Regions from separate parts of the Sus scrofa genome. Here all the other regions are linked to region 1. The links are chromatin contacts, called in public HiChIP or PLAC-seq maps. All regions are on one chromosome and are shown on one strand. The core of a region is the stretch at or near the end of the contact, and the rest is flanking DNA. Distances in the headings are between cores, read along the strand shown. Region 1 overlaps TBC1D4 (TBC1 domain family member 4). Region 2 overlaps UCHL3 (ubiquitin C-terminal hydrolase L3). Region 3 overlaps COMMD6 (COMM domain containing 6).

Evidence for each region. HiChIP or PLAC-seq counts read pairs in DNA pulled down with a chosen protein or histone mark.
Region 2: an H3K27ac HiChIP or PLAC-seq map of alveolar macrophages shows a contact between it and region 1. The contact joins two enhancer-like sites. A contact is called at or near these places in 2 of 47 Hi-C or Micro-C datasets (embryonic fibroblasts and fetal heart ventricle) and 2 of 2 datasets of contacts at active chromatin or transcription factors (alveolar macrophages and skeletal muscle).
Region 3: an H3K27ac HiChIP or PLAC-seq map of alveolar macrophages shows a contact between it and region 1. The contact joins two enhancer-like sites. A contact is called at or near these places in 3 of 47 Hi-C or Micro-C datasets (embryonic fibroblasts, fetal heart ventricle and heart right ventricle) and 2 of 2 datasets of contacts at active chromatin or transcription factors (alveolar macrophages and skeletal muscle).

The regions. Positions count from the first base shown.
Region 1 is chr11:47,642,440-47,646,419 of Sscrofa11.1, forward strand. All of the region lies in intron 1 of TBC1D4 (TBC1 domain family member 4), which reads right to left. Among named protein-coding and RNA genes, the nearest start is that of TBC1D4, 120 kb to the right of the region's middle. Within about 2 kb of position 1,637, at least 4 of the 83 cell types and tissues checked have an H3K27ac peak or open chromatin away from gene starts, as enhancers often do. A contact at or near this core is called in alveolar macrophages, where this site is marked.
Region 2 is chr11:47,834,990-47,838,969 of Sscrofa11.1, forward strand. The region is part of intron 2 of UCHL3 (ubiquitin C-terminal hydrolase L3); the gene reads left to right. Among named protein-coding and RNA genes, the nearest start is that of UCHL3, 7.8 kb to the left of the region's middle. Within about 2 kb of position 1,627, at least 3 of the 83 cell types and tissues checked have an H3K27ac peak or open chromatin away from gene starts, as enhancers often do. A contact at or near this core is called in alveolar macrophages, where this site is marked.
Region 3 is chr11:47,809,838-47,813,817 of Sscrofa11.1, forward strand. All of the region lies in intron 2 of COMMD6 (COMM domain containing 6), which reads right to left. Among named protein-coding and RNA genes, the nearest start is that of COMMD6, 6.7 kb to the right of the region's middle. Within about 2 kb of position 1,669, at least 3 of the 83 cell types and tissues checked have an H3K27ac peak or open chromatin away from gene starts, as enhancers often do. A contact at or near this core is called in alveolar macrophages, where this site is marked.

The DNA of each region.
Region 1 (3,980 bases), core at 387-2,886:
ATCCAAAATATACAAAGGACTCTTAAAACTCAACAATAAAAAATCCATATGATTAAAACATGGGCCAAAGACTTTAAGACACCTCCCAGAAGAAGATACTCAGATGTCAAGCAAGCATTATGAAAAGAAGCTCCACACCTTCTGTCATCAGGGAAATGCAAATGAAATGAGATTCCACTGCGTACCTATTAGTGGCCAAAATCTGGAACATCGACAGCACCAAATGGTGACAAGGATGTGGAGCAATAGGAACTCTCATACATTCCTGGTGGGAATGCAAAATGGTTGAGTCACTTTGGAAAACGGGTGATTTCTTACAAAACAAAACACACTCGTTTTTGTTGTTGTTTTTACAAAACTAAACATACTCTTACTACATGATCCAGAAATCTTGCTCCATGGTATTTATCCAAAGGAGCTGAAAACTTACACCCACTTAACAACTGGCACATGGACATCTTAAGCAGCTGCATTCACGACTACCAAAACTTAGAAGCAACCAAGACATCCTTGAGCAGGTGAAGGAATACGCTGTCAGACCTCCAGGCAACGGAATACTAAGCAGTGCCAAAGAAGAAACAAGCTCTCAAGCCATGAAAAGATGGAGGAAACTTAAATGTGTATTATTCAGTGAAAGAAGCCAATCTGAAAAGGCTACCATGTTGTATGACTCCAATTGTATGCCATTCCGAAAAAGGCAAAACTACGGAGACAATAAAAAGGTCAGTGGTGGCAGGGATGGGGGAAGGGGGAGGCAAAAGCACAGAGAATTTTAGGACAGTGAAAATACTCCGTATGATATTATAATGATGGATATATGTCGTTATAAACGTGTCCAAATCCCAAATGCCCAACACCAAGAGTGAACCCTAAGGTAAACTAGGAACTTTGGGTGATTAAGACGTTATCAGCGTAGGGTCATCCTTTGGAAACAAATGGACACTTCTGGAGAGTGATGCTGGTATGTGGGGAGGCAGGGGGTGGATGGAAGTTCTCTGTACCTTCCGCTCCATTTTATTTGTGGGCCTTAAAATGCCCTAAAGAAATAACATCTTTTTTAAAAAAGTATGCAGTTCAATACCATTTGTACTTACTCTAACAAACGCTAGAGGGCGCTTTCCCACATGAACTAGTTTACCCAAGCAAAAAGCCAAAAATAAAGGTGGTTTTTTTGCATTTTTATTTTATTTTATTTTTTATTACTCAATGAATTTGTTACATTTATAGTTGTACAATGATCATCACAATCCAATTTTATAGGATTTCCATCCCACAACCCCAGCGCATCCTCCTACCCCCCCCAAACTAAAAATCCAAGGTTTTTTTTATACTAAAGAAATGCCACTGTTTATAAAATGGCATTACCACTGCTTCCATGTTAGCCTTACAGCATTAATCACTGGAAAGTAAATTAACTGGAATTTTAACTGATTAGACAAATTTGGCAATTAAGTAGGTTAATAAAATAGACTGAAAAAACAAGAGTATATCAATATCAGCCTTAATAACATCTAATCTGTTAGGTATTTTCAAGCAGGACGTAATCCTTTATCATGACAGTCGGAACTAGAGTCATGTAGACAAAATGCTAAAACTGGACGTTTGACAAGTAGTTTTATGAAATGTCTGAACTCTTGAGAACTTTTTGAGCAATGCTTGGTTGTGAAATGGAATAGGCCTCGGGAAAAGAGGCAAGGGACAGGAGGCTAAGCCCAGAGGGACCTGGATGTGACAAGCTCGAGCTGAGATCAGGTGATAAAGCTATAATGTTATCAAAAAGCAACAAATAACACGGGTTTCTCAGAAACCTATTTTGGTTCTGTATTACTTCAGATATTTATATCACCACAATAGCAGTGAGTGAGCATCTTGCAAATGAACAGAATAGGACGTCCGTGTGTGTGTGTGTGTGTGTGTGTGTGTGTGTGTGTGTGTGTGTGTGTGTGTCTTTTTAGGGCTGCACCTGCGCCACATGGCAGTTCCCAGGCTAGGGGTCGAATTAGAGCTACAGCTGCCAACCTACACCACAGCTACAACAACACAGGATCTGAGTCACATCTGTGACCTATACCACAGCTCCCGGCAACACCGGATCCTTAACCCACTGAGCGAGGCCAGGGATCGAACCCGCATGCATCCCCATGGCTATCAGTCAGGTTCATTACTGCTGAGCCACAACAGGAATTCCAGAATAGGACATTCTTGAACTTTTATCATCGGTTACTTGTAAACACTATAATTAACCCCTAAAGGGGAGAATGTCTCCATTTTTCAAATTAAAGTCCTAACCACCTGCTACCCAAGGATCACATGGAAAACATACATATGCCTCTCTCCAAAATTCTTCTGGAAGGAAGGGCAATCACAGGTAACCAGATGACCGCTCTCTGACATGACTTGCTCTTTCCGCAGGTGAAGGAAAAGCCTGTCCCTGCACACTGACTGCTCCACCTCCAACCGCCCCCGCAGGGTTCAGGGAGGTAAACTCCTGAAAACAACGTGAGTCATAATGCAGTGTTGCCCCCAACGACGTGAAAAACCAACACAATGAAATTCTGCGTCAACACTTGCCCCTCGGCGCTCATTCCTTCTTTCCATTTGGGAGTATGGTGAATATTACCTAGAAGTTTCTTTTCTTTTTTTTTCTCTCTTTTTTTTTTTTTTTTTTGGTCTTTTTTTGCTATTTCTTGGGCCGCTTCCGCGGCATATGGAGATTCCCAGGCTAGGGGTCGAATCGGAGCCCTAGCCACCGGCCTACACCAGAGCCACAGCAACGCGGGATCCGAGCTGCGTCTGCAACCTACACCATAGCTCACAGCAACGCCAGATCCTTAACCCACTGAGCGGGGCCAGGGATTGAACCCACACCCTCATGGATGCGAGTCGCATTTGTTAACCACTGAGCCACAACGGGAACTCCATACCTAGGAAAGTTTCTGATCAGAAAAGACCTTTATTCACAGCGGATACTGGCTGTTGAAAGACATTCTTCTTTGTTCCTCTATATAAAAGACATCCCCTCCTCTTCTCTTCTTTGTGTGACCTGGCTAAAAGAGACCACAGGAAGTGTACAATGATGGAGGTGATCTGGACAACCCCATCTCGCTGTCATCTTTGATTACAGAAAAGAATGAGAAGCTTGAGCCTTTCAGAGTTCTGGGGAAAGGACACATTCTCTCTCTCTTTTTTTTCTTCTTTTTTCTTTTTACAGCCTCACCTGTGGCATATGAAAGTTCCCAGGCTAGGAGTTGAATTGGAGCTGTAGCTGCCGTCTGACGTCCTGCCCAGAGCAACACCAGATCTTGTGGCAATGCTAGATCCTTAACCCACTGAGTGAGGCCAGGGATCAAACCTGCATCCTCACAGACACGATGTCAGGTTCTTAACTCACTGAGCCACAGCGGGAACTCCAAGAACACATTCTGCTTATGCCCCGGGCAGGCATGGGACTTAAAACCAAATGCGTAAATACAGGACCCCCAGAGCAACCAAACTTTACCTTTGAGGCCTCCGAAATGTCACCAGATCGCTTGAAAGCCACCCGGATGAGTGCACTGTGTCATGACTAGCCTTTGCTCAGCACAAACCTAGCTCTCTCCACCCTGGGACATGATCTGTGGACAGAGACATCCTCTCTCCTTCAACAGAAATCACATGACACCATTACCTTTCAATTAATGCATCTTTCATAAAATTGTTATGATCTCAAGTAAACTTGGGCAACCCAAAGCTCTCTCCCCACCAAAGTATTTTCACTTGTCCAATTTCATGTATCTTGAACATTTAACTGCCCAATTTCAATTCCTTGAAGGAAAGCCTCACTCCAGAATTTTAAATAGAATGTGTGACACTGAGGTATGTTTTATGATGGAAGAGCCTAATTTTCTAATGCCCCAAATGCTTCCTCACAGCTATGTTAGAAGGATTAATAATTACGGCAATGCTTCAAGGCTGACAGTATAATCAATTTGACTGAAGAT
Region 2 (3,980 bases), core at 377-2,876, 190 kb after region 1:
GTCCGTAGATGCTCTTGCTCCTCTCTCCCTCCTCCCTTCCTTTCTTCCTTCCTTCCTTCCATTCATCCTCCCTTCTTTTCTTCCTGTTTTTTTTTTTGTTTGTTTGTTTTTTTGCTTTTTAAGGCTGTACCTGCGACATATGGAGGTTCCCAGGCTAGGGGTTGAATTGAAGCTATAGCAGCTGGTCTACACCACAGCCACAGCAACATGGGATCCAAGCTGCGTCTGCAACCTACACTGCAGCTCACAGCAATGCCCGATCCCTAACCAAGTGAGCGAGGCCAGGAATCAAATCCACATCCTCATGGATCTTAGTTGGATTGGTTTCCACTGCACTTCAATAGGAACTCCTCTTGTTGCTTTCTTATCTGCAGGTTTTTTTTTTTTTTTTCTTCTGTATTCTGTCCTATCTAGTTTGCTTCTGTCCTTACCATTTCATAATAACTACTTTTGTCAAGTTTAATCACCACTTTGGCAGATGCAGCATTCACTTTTCTGTCCCATATTTCTTGACCTCTTGGCAGCATTTGGTAGAGTAGTCCACTCCATCCCTCTGAACACATTATCATTTCTGGGCTTCTGCGATGATTCTGATTTTCCTCCTATCTCTCTGACTGGAGTTTTGCCAATTTCTTCCAATTTTTAAGGAATTCCTCAGAGTTTTGCCCTAGACTGCTAATCTTTTCTATGTATGTTCTCTCCCTACTGATGTTTTCTGTTGTATAGCATTAACACTGTCAGTTGTCACATATATGATTCTGTGTTTCTTCAAGTCCTGACTTCTCTACGAAATTGGAAACTCATATATTCAGCTACCTCTTTGATATCTCCTTTTGGCTGTTTTTTAGATACCTCAAATTTAACTTGGCTGAAAAAGAAATCTGGATTTACATCCTCTCATCTCCTCCAAATCCACTTCCCCAGTCTTTTAAGGGTACCACCATGTATCCAGTGCCCAAGTTGGCGTCATTGATTCCTCTTCAAAAATATGCTGATTTGGAGAGGCCATCCTTATACTGATTTCATTTCTTGGGTTTGAATCTCTGCTCTGAAACCTTGGGCAGGTACCTAACCTCATTGTACCTCCATTTCTTAGTTTCTCATAACCTCTCCTAATCTTGTAAAATTATCATAAGGATTAAATAAATTATTACATGTAAAATAGGCAGAACAGTATGTAGAACAAAGCACTAACTGTGTGAAGTTAGCTGTTTTTGATGTTCCTCTCTTTCCCTAATCTCTCAGATCCAGTAGATCTGCGACTCTGGTAGACCCTTCTTTCAGAATCTGTCCCAAATCTGGCCGCTCTCTTCATTTCTACCTCTGCATCCCACGCCGCCATCATCCTTAGTTTGGGCAGCTGCAATAGATTTCTACCTAGTTTTTCTGCTTTTTTCTTTACCTCCCTAAAATCTATTCTCAAAATACGTCCAAGGCAGTTTTATAAAAATGCAAGGCACATCTTGGGTTTCTTGCTTAAAACTCTCCAAACACAAAATGATGGTCTGCTGCTTGTTCTTAACATACAATTCAGGCGGCTTACTGTGGCCTAATGGGGAGGTACTGTGTATCTCTCTTGCACATATGCTGGGCTGCAATCTTTGCACCAGCCCATCCTTCGCTTGAGTCATTCTGATCTGGGTTGTTTCATGGCTGGTTTTTTCTTGTCACTCATGCTTAACTTGAAGTTACCTCCTCAGTGAGTCTTTCCATGGTTACGAAACTGCTGTCCCTTCCTCCCCCAATCACCCATCCTGAATCCACACCGACATCATGTCTTGTCTTATTTTCTCTATAATACTGAACCATCTTGTGAAGTTATCTTGTTTATGTGTTGACTTGTTTATTGGGTGTTTCCTACCACTAGAATGTAAGCTCTCTGAGAGCTAGGACATGTCTGAAGTACTGAGAATGGTGCCTGCTTCATGGGGGCTCCCAACAAATGTTATTGAGTAGAAGAAGGAATTTTTTTTTTTTTTTTGGCTGCGGCTGTGGCACACAGAAGTTCCCAGGCCATGCAGTGAACCCACGCCACCTTAGTGAAAATGCTGGACCCTTAACCTAGTGTGCCACCAGGGAACTCCTGAATAAATTTTATATAGCTGCATCATGCTCCAGAAAATCTTTCTTAAAATTATCTTTAATGTGGTCATGGATCTTTTGCTTGAATATTTCAGTGAGAAGTCTTCTATTTCATAAAGTGGTTTAGGATTTTTTAATTATAATTAGAAAAATATGTAATAATATAGAGTAATTATATTTATATTTCTTTTTATGGAAACATAGTCTGCTTTTCTGGAACTTCCTTCAGTTGTCTGTATCTTCCCATTGAAACCACACAGAGTAAATCTAATTGCTCTTTCATGATATTACTAAAAATATCTATGGAAAAGGATTATAACAATTTAAGTCTTCTCGGAACTTGCCCAGATTCTCCAGCGGTGATGTCTTCCAAAACCTTATTACTCCTGGTCACCTTTCTTTGAGCCAGCTTCTGTTTGCCATCATCCTTCATAAAATAGGCCTCCCAGAGCTGATATCATATTCCACTCTGAATAATCTATGTTGAAATAGTGCATTACTACATTATCCTGAGTAACACAGCTTTTAAAGCAGATCGGCATGGCATCACTCATGTTGACAATTGTGTAGTCAGTCCATATTATTAAGTAAACTCTTTTTCTTGGTAGCTACGTCAAATGTTTTCAGTATTTTGCCATTCTGTACTTACATACTTTCATTTTTGTTTGTTTGCTAAATATCTATTAAAATTGATTTTGCAGAGTTCCCATTGCGGTTCACTGGGTTAAGAACCCAGCATTGTGTCAGTGAAGATGTGGGTTTGATTCCCCAGCACCAGGCTTGGTGGGTTAAGGATCCGGTGTTGCTATGAGCTGTGGTGTAGCTCACAGACTGGCTCGGATCCAGCGTTGCTGTGACTGTGGTGTAGGCCGGGAGCTGCAGCTCCGATTTGACCCCTAGCCTGGGAACCTCCATATGCCTTGGGTTCGGCCCTAAAAAGAAAATAAATAAATAAAATTCATTTTACTAGTTTCCCTACTTTAGGAGCCATTGTTTTCTCATTTAACTGTCAGTTATTCTCCTAGTTCTGCATCTAGCAGTTATTACTACTAGTATAATATCAGACAATTACTAGGTAATTATGATTGCTGTAATAACCCAAATCGTTAGTAAAGTAGTAACAAGGCAGAGACTTGCTGTCCTGAGGAGGATATTAAAGACCAGAGCAAGTGGCTTTAGAACAAATTTGAAAGGAAGGTAGATTTTATTTTTCCATTTTTAAAATTAATCAGATGTTAGATTTTTTTTTGTTAACCGACTGTCACCTAAAGAATGAGGAGGAATTCATTAAAAACAAGAGGGAGAGGCTAACTGTTTTTGAGATAGAAGTCCAGTTTGCGTGCAGAAACCCGATGGAAAGAGATGGTCGCTGATATTTTGAGAACTCTGTGGCTCAAGTTAGTGAGCAAGGTACAAAACGATACCTCAAGCAGCGGGAGGCAAGTAAACAGGTCCCAGAGCAGCCTGAGCTTTGCATGTGGGTTCTAGCGACCTGACCTTGAAAAGTCACAGAACCTCCCAGGCTCAGTTTCCTCACTGGTGAAAGGATGTAATAAAACCTCCCTTGCCAGTTGCAGTAAAGGTGAAGTGTGTTAAAGCTCCTAGCATAGTTTCTGATACATGATACTCTTTAAAAGCGTTTACGAATAATTTTTTTTTTTTTTTTTTTTTGCTTTTTAGGGCCACACCCCCAGCATGTGGAGGTTCCCAGGCTAGGGGCAAATCAGAACTGCACCTGCCAGCCTGCACCACAGCCACAGCAATGCAGAGCCTGAGCTGCGTCTGCAACCTACACCACAGCTCGTGGCAATGCTGGATCCTTAACGCCACTGAGTGAGGCCGGGGATTGAACCTGCAACCTCATGGTTCCTAGTCGGATTCGTTTCCACTGCACCACG
Region 3 (3,980 bases), core at 419-2,918, 170 kb after region 1:
CTATTTAAATCAATTTAAAATAAAATTCAGAGTTCCCTGGTGGCTTAGCAGGTTAAGGACCTGGCATTGACACTGCTGTGGCTCTGATTACTGCTGTGGCGTGGGTTTGGTCCCTGGCCGAGGAACTTCCATATGCTATGGGCATGGCCAAAAAGTAAATGATTTAATTTAATAAATAAAAGATTCAGTTCCTCAATTGCACTGGCCACATATAAAGAGCCCCACATGTGGCTGGGGCTACCATACTGGGTAGTGTCAACCCAGAACATTCCAACACTATTGGACAGTGCTGTGCTATACTCTATGCTAAGTACTTTATATATGCAGGAACTTATCATGGCATGAGTTATTAGCAAATTTTTACTTGAGAATTCATATTAGCTCTAGCATACGTGGACAAAGTTTGCTAAGTCATTAGCCTTCATCTTGTTTAATGGCAACTTCATTCATGCCTTGATTTTCTTTACTGCATTTATCAGGTTTTTTGTTTGTTTGTTTTTGCTGTTTAGAGCCACACCTGTGGCATATGCAAGTTCCCAGGCTAGGGGTAGAAAGAGAACTATAGCTGCTGGCCTACAACACAGCCACAGCAGCACCAGATCCGAGCTGTGTCTGCAACCTATACCACAGCTCACAGCAACGCTGGATCCTTAACCCACTGATCGAGGCCAGGGATCAAACCTCATGGATCCTAGTCGGGTTCGTTTCCACTGAACCACAAGGAGAACTTTACTTATCAGTTTCTAAAATTATCAGATTTACTTACTCATTACCTGTGTCGCCAAGGAAATGCAAATTCTAAGACAGCAGAGGATTTTAGTTACTCCTAAATCTATTAGAACATTATCTGATGTTCTAGTAAGTCAATGTTCAAATAAGTATTTGTTGAGCTAATACCTTCTGGAGTATGTGGTAACCTGTCTCCAAAGATAGCCTCCAACAAGTACTTCCACCTCTTTCTGTATGGACACCTCCCTTCTCACATCAAGAAGTAGGTCATGAGAGTTCCTGTTGTGGCTCAGCAGGTTAAGAATCCACTGTTGCCATGAGCTGTGGTGTAGGTTACAGATGAGGCCCAGATCCCGCTTTGCTGTGGCTGTGGTGTGGGCTGGTAGTTGCAGCTTTGATTCGACCCCTAGCCTGGGAACTTCCATATGCCTGCGTCCCTTTAAAAAAAAAAAAAAAAAAAAAAAAAAGGAGTTCCCGTCGTGGCACAGTGGTTAACGAATCCGACTAGGAACCATGAGGTTGCGGGTTCGGTCCCTGCCCCTGCTCAGTGGGTTAAGGATCCGGTGTTGCTGTGAGCTGTGGTGTAGGTCGCAGACGCGGCTCGGATCCCGCGTTGCTGTGGCTCTGGCGTAGATTGGCGGCTACAGCTCCGATTCGACCCCTAGCCTGGGAACCTCCATATGCCGCGGGAGCGGCCCAAGAAATGCCAAAAAGACCAAAAAAAAAAAAAAAAAAAAAAAAAATTAATTTCTAAAAAAAAAAAAAAAGCAGTAGAGCAAGAATCTGAACTGTCCCTGTTATTTGACCAGTAGACTATGGCAGAAGAGGTATTCTAGAATCTTTGATTCCAGGCCTTCCTTAAGAGAAGTGGAAGCATGTGCTTCCTTCTTCATGAGATGCTGGCTCTTGGACACTCCCTCTTGGAACCCAGCCACCATCATGGGAGCGGCTGTGTCAAGGAGAACCAAGGTGCTCCAATCACCAGCTCACGTGGCCCAGGGCATCACTAGCATGTGAGTGAGCCCTCTTCACTTCCAGCCCAACAAGGCTCCTCGATGTCTCAAGCCCCCAGCTGACGTGACAAGGAGCAGAAACCACCATCCAGCTAAGCCCAGTTAACCCAGAGACTCATAAGAGATAATTAAACAATTGTTTTAAATCACTAAGTTTGGGGTACTTTGTTACAAGGCAACAGATAACTAAAGCAGAGCAAACACAACGAGCCGAAAACAGCTTTGTTAATAAACTTACTATGGCATATGATTTATCAAAAATGAATTCTCAAAACTGTATAAGCTGAACCATATTAGATCACTGAAATTTTAGCAAATACAAATAATAAAAATTGTTCTGGGAGTTCCAGCTGTGTGGCAGAAACAAACCTGACTCATATCCATAAGGATGTGTGCTCAATCCCTGGCCTCAGTCAGTGGGTTAAAGATCTAGCATTGCCGTAAACTGTGTGTAGGTTGCAGACACGGCACGGATCTGTTGTTGCTGTGACTGTGGCTGTGGCCATGGCCGGCAGCTACAGCTCTGATATGACCCCTAGCCTGGGACCTTCCATATGCCGCAAGTGTGGCCCTAAAAACCGATTTAAAAATTCTTATTTGGTTAGTGTTAAGGTCTCCAGTAAAAATAATACAGAAAAGAAAGCCTTTCCCACTAAACACATTCACTACTAGAAAGTACACAGGACAACTGCCCTGCAGCATGAAACAAGTATCAATTTTCCCTCAAAACGTTTTTTATCCAAAGTTCAGGTCTACTAATGACCCCCATGTTCCAAGTGACTCGGGTCTGAAAATTCTGTCAGCTTGGATTTCTTTCTCCCTTATTCAAAACATATATGAACTGCTAGGTGCTCAAGATTTTATTTCAGCCAATGCCACTGACACTTACTCATTTCTTCTCAATCTCCCTGTCACTAACCTACTCAAAACCTTAAAAAACCTTGCCTTCAATTTTACAGCAGCCTCCTAATCAGTTTCTTGCCTATGGCCTTTTTCAGCTCCAATCCAGAGGCTAGACTCTAAACACTACATATAAATTGACCAAATCTAATATCACAGGTCAAAAACCGGTCATGTCTACTGCCTGAGGAACTAGTTACCAACCCTTCCCTTAGCACTGAAGGCATCGCACAACAGAGTCCCAAAGAGCTTTCCCACTCGTGCTCAGGCTGGACCCATCCCTTTAAACTGTCTTTTAGTTTTTACACCTTTGCTCGTGCTGCTCATTCCTCTTGGAATATTGCTCTCCAACATCTATGTAATATTCAAACCTCCTCTCAAATTCTACCTGCCCTGTTCCTGGTTTACTCCACTTCTCTATGAACGTTCACATCACTTCTGATGCCTCAGGAGTTAGAACATTCTGCCTTGAATATGCAGCCCTCTGCATTTGCCTCCCTCCCCCACATCCTCTAGACTGCAAACTCCCTGAGGGAAGGTCATACCTCCTTAGGTGACTGAAGCACCCAACACACAGAAGAACAAAAGCAGTCCTATATCTATGAACTATTACATAAATGGTACTTAGTCACTATGTCTCATGTACAGAAGAGGGAAAATGGCACTAAATAGTGCCTGTCAATAAAGCATCTCTCTTTTGATTTATACCATAAAATTGGCAAGAAGGAAAGCCATAAAATGTGGCAACAATAGGAACAATCATTCCTCTGTGATCAGCAGTTATAATTAGACATCTATAAAAGAGGACTGTGAATTACTACAAAACAATGTTTACAAGTATCACAATGTGAAGTAATGAATAACCTTTGACATTCTGGGGCTAGACAAGGCAGCACAATGGTTTGTTAAATTTAACAAGCTCATCCTCTGCAGACAGACAGGCATGAGTTTGAATCTCAGCTCTGGACCTTCTATCCACGTGACTAGACTAGTTACTCTGTCTCTACGTTCTAAGCATGATTTTTTTTCCATTATACCTAGTTGACAGTGTTCTGTCAATTTTCTACTGTACAGCAAAGTGACTCAGTTGCACATACATATATACATTCTTTTTTCTCACATTATCATGCTCCATCATAAGTGACTAGACATAGTTCACAGTGCTATATAGCAAGCTCTCATTGCTTAAGAACTAGTCTTAGACTGCAAAAGTCTTCTCCAGATGGTTAAATAGGCAATAGTCTGCATCTATTAACTCCAGATTCCCAGTCCATCCCGCTCCCTCTCCCTCCCCCTTGGCAACCACAAGTCTGTTCTCCAAGTTCATGATTTTTTCTG